2 separate regions of the Sus scrofa genome follow, and region 2 is linked to region 1. The links are chromatin contacts, called in public Hi-C maps. All regions are on one chromosome and are shown on one strand. Each heading gives the region's core, a stretch centred on a gene start, on an enhancer-like site or on the middle of the called end of the contact. The rest is flanking DNA. Distances are from core to core; before and after follow the strand shown.

Evidence for each region. Hi-C and Micro-C count contacts between places; a contact is called where the count stands out from the background.
Region 2: a Hi-C map of heart right ventricle shows a contact between it and region 1, with 3 times the contacts expected there. The contact joins two enhancer-like sites. A contact is called at or near these places in 8 of 47 Hi-C or Micro-C datasets (blood, epiblast stem cells, fetal heart ventricle and 3 more) and 1 of 2 datasets of contacts at active chromatin or transcription factors (skeletal muscle).

Annotation. Positions count from the first base shown.
Region 1 is chr14:103,166,966-103,171,203 of Sscrofa11.1, reverse strand. HECTD2 (probable E3 ubiquitin-protein ligase HECTD2) reads right to left here. Exons shown (of 21, transcript XM_003483528.4): 13 at 3,999-4,131; 14 at 3,015-3,103. Among named protein-coding and RNA genes, the nearest start is that of HECTD2, 73 kb to the right of the region's middle. Within about 2 kb of position 2,078, at least 4 of the 83 cell types and tissues checked have an H3K27ac peak or open chromatin away from gene starts, as enhancers often do.
Region 2 is chr14:103,215,688-103,219,925 of Sscrofa11.1, reverse strand. No RefSeq gene overlaps it. Among named protein-coding and RNA genes, the nearest start is that of PPP1R3C, 61 kb to the left of the region's middle. Within about 2 kb of position 1,860, at least 20 of the 83 cell types and tissues checked have an H3K27ac peak or open chromatin away from gene starts, as enhancers often do.

The DNA.
Region 1 (4,238 bases), core at 829-3,328:
AGCAACAATTTATTCAGTATAATTCACTGCAGAACACACTACTGATTTTAGAATCATTTTAGCTATTTTAAAACTAAGTACAGGCTATGGAGACAGAGCTGTATCGAGAAAGCATATGGACACACACAGAGACCTGTACACACACAACACTGATAAACTAATAGGGCAATTAATCTCCCATATATTTATTACTTGGTGTTTACTCAAAGTGTTAAAGTTAAAAAGCTACAGATGGTATATTTACAGACTTTGCCCAACTATGTTTTGTTTATCAGTTTAGTTATATGGCAGAAGGTAACTTATCCACTTGTTAAAAGAGGGGTTTTAGATCAAATTTCATAATATTTCAACTGTCAAACAAAGATTATAATATCAAGTTCTTAAGGAAGTCATTAATTTTATAGGCTCAAAAGGAAATCTAAACATATGGGTGGGATAAATTATTGAAAGCAATTAAAAAATTAGAAGACAGCCAACATTTTAATATGCTAAGGCAGGATAAAGGCTAATAATTGAAGGAATAGATATTTTTTTTATAGGTAACCATGTCTGAGAAGTGTGTTCTAGGGGAAAGATAATGAAAGTAAGTTCTAATATATGTCTATAAATGTGATAACAGCAATGACCCTAATAATCACAATATTACTGTAGTTACCACTTATGATCATCTACTATGGTGATAAGTTCTAAGCCTTTTTCATTAAAAAATTTTAAAATAATTATATAATTATAAAAAATTACAATTAATTATAACTATAATAAAAATTAAACCTGAAGGAAGGGTTTTAACAGATGAAGAAGTAAGCTTTATAGGATTTGCTTCAGGGCATTTCCATACACAGAAGAATCATGTTGCATTTCACACTAAAGCTGCTGTGGTTGAAGCAGGGGTTGGGGAAGTGGGCAGGAATTCTGCTGGAGTCACTGAGGTGTCATGCGGTGCAAATAGGGTGGAATTTGAAAACCCTGCACTATATTATGTCGCCCCTATCCTTAGTTCCAATGACCTTTTGGGAATTCTACTTTTAAAAAATTGTTAGATTATGGCTCTTCATGAAATCTTCGAGACATTTTGTAGTTATTACTCTAAGTTTTACTATAACACTTCTTGTAAACTGCTAAGGCCTTAATATTTAAAAATATTTGCATTAGAAATACAATACTGTGAGAACTACTAGAACAATAATATGGAGCCAACTATATCTCTTTAATCATCATGCCTGTTACTTCTCAATTTTTAGTGTTCCTTACATTTGATAGATCTCTCAACCACTTAATGTGATCACAATCCACTGTCACCTCACATTTTTCCTTTATATTATCATGCCTTTTACAGTATCGATCTTACTTTCCATAGCTTTTTTTTTTTTTTTTTGGTGAGAAAAATAACATAATAATGAGACAGCTATCACTTAATTTTAGATTTAATTGTTTAATTTGTAATATATAGCATATAAATACACTTAATATGCTCTTTCGGGTAATGGCTGAATAGAAACTAATGCGTACTGCAAAAGAAAACAATAAGCAAATCCACAATATTACATATACCATTCTAAGAATGTGGTGTAAGGTCTAATACTTCATTACAAATATTAGAAGGCCAAAATATCACCCAAATCTAAGCCATGATAAGAATGTAAAATATGACAGACATATTTATCAGGAAATTCAAAAAGCTCATAGCACAGTGAGAAGCATCACTGACTCAGGCCTTCAATGAAGTTGAAACATTTGACAAATGATTACTGTAGATAAGAGAACAAAAACAGGAGTCAAATAATTGTTAAATGTTTCATACTGTGCACTTGGCCCTTTGGATCTTTAGATATGATGACACATACAAAATTTCAAATTAAGTTTACTGCTACAATGTGTGGTTTTCTCCCTCCTACCTTTTCTTCCATCCAGCCTCTTGATTTTCATATACATTCTTCAAGATTTATTTCAACAAATGGAGCAAAGATGGACATTCAAAGTCAAAGTGCTCCATCAGATCACTCTAAATCTCTTGCCAGCACCTCCCATAACTCCTGGAGCGCCCTCTGCTCCCACTAAGTGGACCATCACCTTGCTCTCTAACAGGCCAGAACAATGCAGGCAGGCTTCTTCCCCAGCCATTCTCCCAGTCTACATCTATCCTCTCCAGTCCTGGGTTAATCAAACATATTGGTTCCATTTTAAAATCTTTACCTTCTCTGGGAGGAAAATATTCAATCTTCTCCTTATCAGAACCCCTCAGCACTTAATGCTAAATGTCCATCTAGACGGTAAACTTCTTAAAGGTAGATTTTTTTTTTTTGTCCTTCTTTTAACCTAAGTATCTCCAGTGTTTGCTCATTTATTTACTCTTCCCTCCTTTCTTCCACGGACAATTATATTTTTGAGTTTTAAAAAATGAATGTACAAGGCTTTCCTGTCCAATCTCCCACCCAGTGCAGGAATACCTCCGTAATATACCAGACAGGGATCAGAGGATGGCACAGGAATTTGCATAATCTTAAAAAACACTATAAAATAATGCCATATGCATTAGATGCTCCTATTCCACTCAATTTTTAACTTTAATAAATATCTCAGGATTCGAGGCCACATTAAGAGAGTTAATTCCCACAATTTCAACTTAGGAATCTGAGTGAAATAAGCACAAAGTGAAAAAATTAACAGAAAAAATGGTTCATTATGAATAAGAAAGATACTGTGACTTTAAAAAATGTCTTACATTTCTGATAATTTAGGCTATATAAGAAATAGGAAGTGATTTTTATTCTGAGATAAAGTTTTCAGAGAAAAATGCCAACAATTTAGTCATTCCTTCCGATTAACTAAATCTGCTGATATTACATAGCTGCAATGTTACAAATAATAAAGATTACTGAAAATCTACTAGTAAATTTGACAAGTCTGTTTAGTAGAATAAAAATGCTTAATGAGAACAGTTTTCCAAAATGCAGATAAAATTCTTAAAAATCTCTAGTCTACTAGCACCTCCTAGTGGAAAGTTTAAAGGATACAATTCCAACCAATCGGAATTCAGAATAGTTATCACATTTAAAACTGCTAAACCAATGGCAGTATGAATCCTTATGATACGTAAACATGCCTGGAAAATAGAAACATAATTTCATCAATATGACTGATTTAAAAATCAGAGTAGTAAACATGTATAGGACATCTCATCTATTAGAAGCAAAACAGTTTAGCAATAGTTCTGTTACAAACCATCTTTTGTATTAAAATATATCAAATATATGTCCAGAGAGTGTGCATGAGCATGTTACTGCTCAATGATATCCTGAACCACGGGTGGAAACAGGGTAAAAAAGACAAACTAAATCAATCAGTTGATTTTCTTTTATAAAAATTATAGTTTTACATTTTATAAGTTATGATCAAAATTAATTTTGAGGATTGAGTGGAGATTTCAATTTATCTGGGTCATCTCTATTTCCCATTACCAGAGAGATGCAACATATACATATTTACAAAATTAAGAAAAATAATAAGAAAAACACTTAAAACTCTCCTTTGAAGAAAAACATTTAACAATACTAAGGATTAAATAGATGTTTTCTCTTAATAAAATAAAATTTCAAAGATTTAATGATTCTTATTAAAATGGCTCATTATTTAATGAAAGAGCCTTTGAATATTAGTGCAGAGCAAACAAATTACTGTTTAGTTTTTTAATTTCAGACGTGCTTTTTATTTCAATGACAAATTTTCATGTATTTGGTTTATTCAGAAAAGACGTGAATGCTTCCTTGCAAATACATACTTTCAGTCTTTATACATTTTATGTAGGATCCCCAGTAAGATAATATTATGATCATCAACTTGGTCAATTTTTAAAACGTAACTAACAGTCTTTAAAAAATTATTCAACATTTATGGTTGACTAAAAAAATCTGTAAACTCACAGGGTAGATTAAAAATAAGAGTGACTACTTGAATCTAACAATTATGAAGAAACACTTTCATAAAAAATAACTACTCACCATAGTCTGGATGAAAAATTTGCCGAATTAGAAGGAGGAACCATTCTTTAGTCAAGCCACCCATATCTAAACCAGCTTCCCCTACAAATGTAACTTTCAACTTCTTTTTCAAGTCTGCTCTTTTCCGGGTTAACTATTTGAAGAAATTATATAATAAAGGAGAACAAAGGGCAGTAAAAAGGAAATTAACTTTTTAAATTCTGGGAAATGTATTGGGCATTCTTTATCTTATTTACAATG
Region 2 (4,238 bases), core at 611-3,110, 49 kb before region 1:
GAGTGGTTCAAGACAAGTGTGGTTGCAGGAGGTGTTAATGATGGGAGCAGTGCCACTTCAGTTTGCCCATCACTGACACATGTTATGCAGTCTGGGAACCAGTGCCAAGAAATGGCAGAGTCTTGGAACACCAGGCATCAACGGGCCCTCATGGGAGTGCTCAACACAGATATAGAAAGTGGCCCAAGAGGGGCACACAGAAGACATGTGATCATTACTCTAGTTGAGCCAATGACCTCAGCCAAGGACATGGACCTTCTTCTATTTCAGGGCAGCTGTGGTTCAGGAACCTGTGTTAAAAGCAAGGTTCATAAGAAAGACGGGACTTAGGCTTAGAGTCTACTTTGCCAGACCACACTTTCTACCCCAGCAGTTTTTAAACTATAGTTTACAAAGTCCTAGGTATTCCCAGGAGCTCCTTCAGAGCCATCGTAGTTGGGGGGTGGGGGTGTGCAATGGAAGGTCTTGATACTCAAGGCTCAGTGGATCTTGCTGCCAGGTCCCTAACTGCTCATTTTTCTCTCATCTAAGTAGAAGTTTTATGTAAGTGTTTAGTCTAATAAAGATTTTCTTGACTGAAGATGTTTTACAACCTCCACTCTACTCAGCACCTTTCCCTGATGACTGGTGAGAATCAGTTATTATATCTTCATGGAAAGCAATCTCACAACCTTTCTAGATAACCTACATTAGGAGAGTCTGCCTTATAAAAATTAAATTCTGTGTGTTGTAGTTTAAGTCTGTTCTGAGTATCTCTATTATCTCTGCAGTGGAAGATGGGGACCAGCTGATGCCAGGGCTGTGTCTTCCATGGCCCCAGCCTGCTTTCATGCTCCTTTCTGCTGTTCTGATGCTGCTCCCCAACTGGGCCCCACCCTGACACACCCTCTGTGGAGTGACAATTCTTTCAGGCTCCCCGATCTTCTCCCATACTGCATCTAACCAGTCAACTGCCTCATTGCCGCCAGATGTCACTGGGAGAGGTCTTGGCTCATTCCTGGAGAACTGTGTCATCACTAGGTTGAAGTTCAAGCAAGGTCACATCTCAACCATTTTTTTACCAGTTAGGTGTTCTAGTGCCTCTGCTCTTAGAAAGTCTGATATCCTTCTTTGAAGCATACGTCCTTCAAAATGAGCCCTACATCACAAGTGGCTATCAATACTGTTTCCAAATCTGGGCAGACAGAAAACTGGAAGGTTCTATCCTGCTGCGAGTGTCACCATGTTGGTTGTGGCCCCCATCCTCACAGCATGGTGCTGCAGAGCACTCTAACTGCAGCAGGGCAGTGCTCTGGACCCAAGGTCACAGGGCTCAGTTCTCTCATGTGCTGAGTGGATGCTTCCAGAGCATAAATATGGTCAGGATGGATCAGGATGGCTGGGACCTGAGGGATCCTGTGTCCTCTTCTATGTCACATCAACTGCCTTAATTCTGTGTTAAACTCAGGGCTCCAGCCCAGGACCCCCTTTTACCTGTGGCAAGTTCTTTCTGGGGCCACTGGCAGCCGGGCCAGTCAGGGCTATTTACTTCTACTCTTCCGTTCTGGGAAGAGGGGTGTGGTTGTGGTCCCTTCCCTTCCAGAACGGCTCCTTGGGGAATTGCCTCTCATCCTTTCCTGGCCCCAATATCCATGGCTCTACAGACGAAGGGGCAGGGAGAGGGAGCCGCCTTGGCAAGGCCACAGGAAAAACTCCATGTTCCTCCCTTTCCCTGGACAGGGGTTATTTTCAAGTGAATTTCCCCATAAACACAGACGTCCACTCCAAGGGGACTTGCCATCTTCAAGTCTGGACACTGAAGAGGCTGGCGTTGCCCAACCCTGCCCCTTCGGCCACCCCATGCAATCTACTTTCATTCCAGGGGTGGCTGGGCCAGTGTGACTCAGGCATGTGTCACCTTCTGTGGCGTTCCTGTCCCAGGAACCCAGCTTGCTCAGAACTTTCCTGTTTTCAGCCCCGTTCTCTACGTCCTTCGTCCTTCCTCTTCCGATAAAGCTCTTTTCTATCTCCGCCCACACACGCTGCCCATCTTTGGAGGCCACCCACTCAGAAACCCTGCTTCCACCCAGCACCTCGAGGATACCAAGTTGAAGGTCACAGTACCACCCAGTCTCGCTCCTCTTCTTTGAGTGCCCATTGCCTTTGCTTATCCCTCTCACTGCACCTTGCTGTTTAGTCTGAATCCTGGATCACCCTTTTTTGCCTGGTGTCCTTAGGAAATGTGTTTAGCCTTCGTGGCCCTGGCCTATTTAAAAAAAAAAAAAAAAAAAAAAAAAAGATGGTGATGGTTCTTGCCTCATACAGTGATTGTGAAGCTTAAGGGGGATCAGCCATGCCTGGCACACAGAAAGTTAGCTCTTCATTCAATAAATATTTATTGCGGGCCTGCTCTGCACCAGCCCCCAAAGATGCCATGGTAAACAGACCAAGTCCCTGCCTTCATGGAGCTCACATTTTAGTGGGGAAGAAACACAAGCAGCAAACAAATAAGTGTAGTAGCTGTTACGTATTAAGCAGTTTCTATGTACCCGTCATCGCTCTAATATTTTCATTAATCATTCCCTTTGATCCTCACAAAACCCCTCTGTGCTACATACAATTAGAATCTGCTGACAGACAGGAAACAGAAGGTCAGGGAGTTAGTAATTTGTCCCAAGTAATAGGTTAGAAGGTGGGGAAGCCAGGACGGAACCCAGGCAAGACTTCAAACCTGCTCTTAAGTATGAGGAAGAGAATAAAGCCAGCAAAATAAGAGGGAGGGGCTTGAGGGGGTGTGTGCTGAGGGGACAAGGGAGGGCAGGGAAGGCTCTGAGAAGGTGAAACTGAGCGAGGGTAGGTCAGGATAGGCAGAGGGAAGGGCAGACACGAGACTCGGGGTGGAACTGAGCTGGACATGTGTGGACCAGCAAGGCTGGTCTAGCCAGACCTGGTGATCGAGGGGAGGAGGGTGAAAGGTGAGGCAGAGGAGCTGTCAATACTGACTATTTTATCTGCTATGAGAGTATTTCCAGCCAATATAATTAACAGGTCCTGCGTCTCGCATTGGCCTGGAAGGAAGGGACTGTGCGTCTTATTCGTATTTGTATTTGCCCACAGGCCCAGCTCTGTCTTATTAAACAGTAGGCATTGAATGTTGTTGTCCTTGTGGGATTAGATTTTCAGACTAATTGGGAAAAACAGACTCTGCCAAAAATGAGAGCTGGGTTTGCATCCTAACCTGGCCACTTACTAGCACCAATGGGCAGGCCCTTGTCTCTCAATCTGTCCCACCATTGGTCAAATGCAGAGGTCATATTTTCCGCTGAAGCATTTTTTCAGGATTCAGAGAGAAACTGCATATGAAACAGCTGGTGCACAGTTGCTATTCTATAGTTGTCATCTCTTAACCTATTCCTTCTAAAACTCTGATCTCTTGCCCTTAGAACCATTCACCAATCACCCCAAGAAACTTTTTCATTTTTGGCTGCCTCGTGGCATATCCAGGGCCTGGGATCAGATCTGAGCTGCAGCGGCGACCTAAGCCACAGCTGTGGCAACACTGGATCCCTAACCCACTGTGCTGGGCCAGGGACTGAACCACATCCCAGTGCTCCCAAGATATTGCCAATCCTGTTGCACCACAGTGAGAACTCCAAGAAATTTTTAATTCCTTGAATGCCTTGGAAAGGGGGCCTACCCTGTACCCCAGGAGATGGCTTCTTCCTATTGTCTGGGCTCCACAGATGCTTGAGGGGTTACCCTGGACAAGATGTCCTGGCCAATCCTGGCTCTATGTGTCCTGTGTGGGGATCACCTTGGCAGCAAGCTAAGGTTTCAGGACCATGAAGCTAACCCATGCAGGGGCCCACTCTCAGCTCACTAATGCTGGCCAGTTGGGGGCAGCAAGGGCATCTATGGGACCTATCACTTAGAGCCCATAGGGGTTTGCAGTGCTGAGAAGGAGATCGGGTCCAGTTCACATCCACTGGGCCCCTGCCCAAGTGTACGTCTTGATTGCCTTCTCCCTGCCAACAGCCCTTTACGAGACCTCCTGGTCTCTCCAATAGACAAATGATTCTTAACGTTGCTCCTGGTTGGTTCCTAGATGGTAACATTACCTGGACACCATCAAATGGGAGGCGACCGCATTCACCGTTGGTCACTCTCAGCCCTTCCAGGAGCGGAGGCCTTTTCCTGGTCTCACCTGTGACCTAAGGCCCAAGACTCCTGTGACTCCTTGTACCTCCTGTCCTTAAACT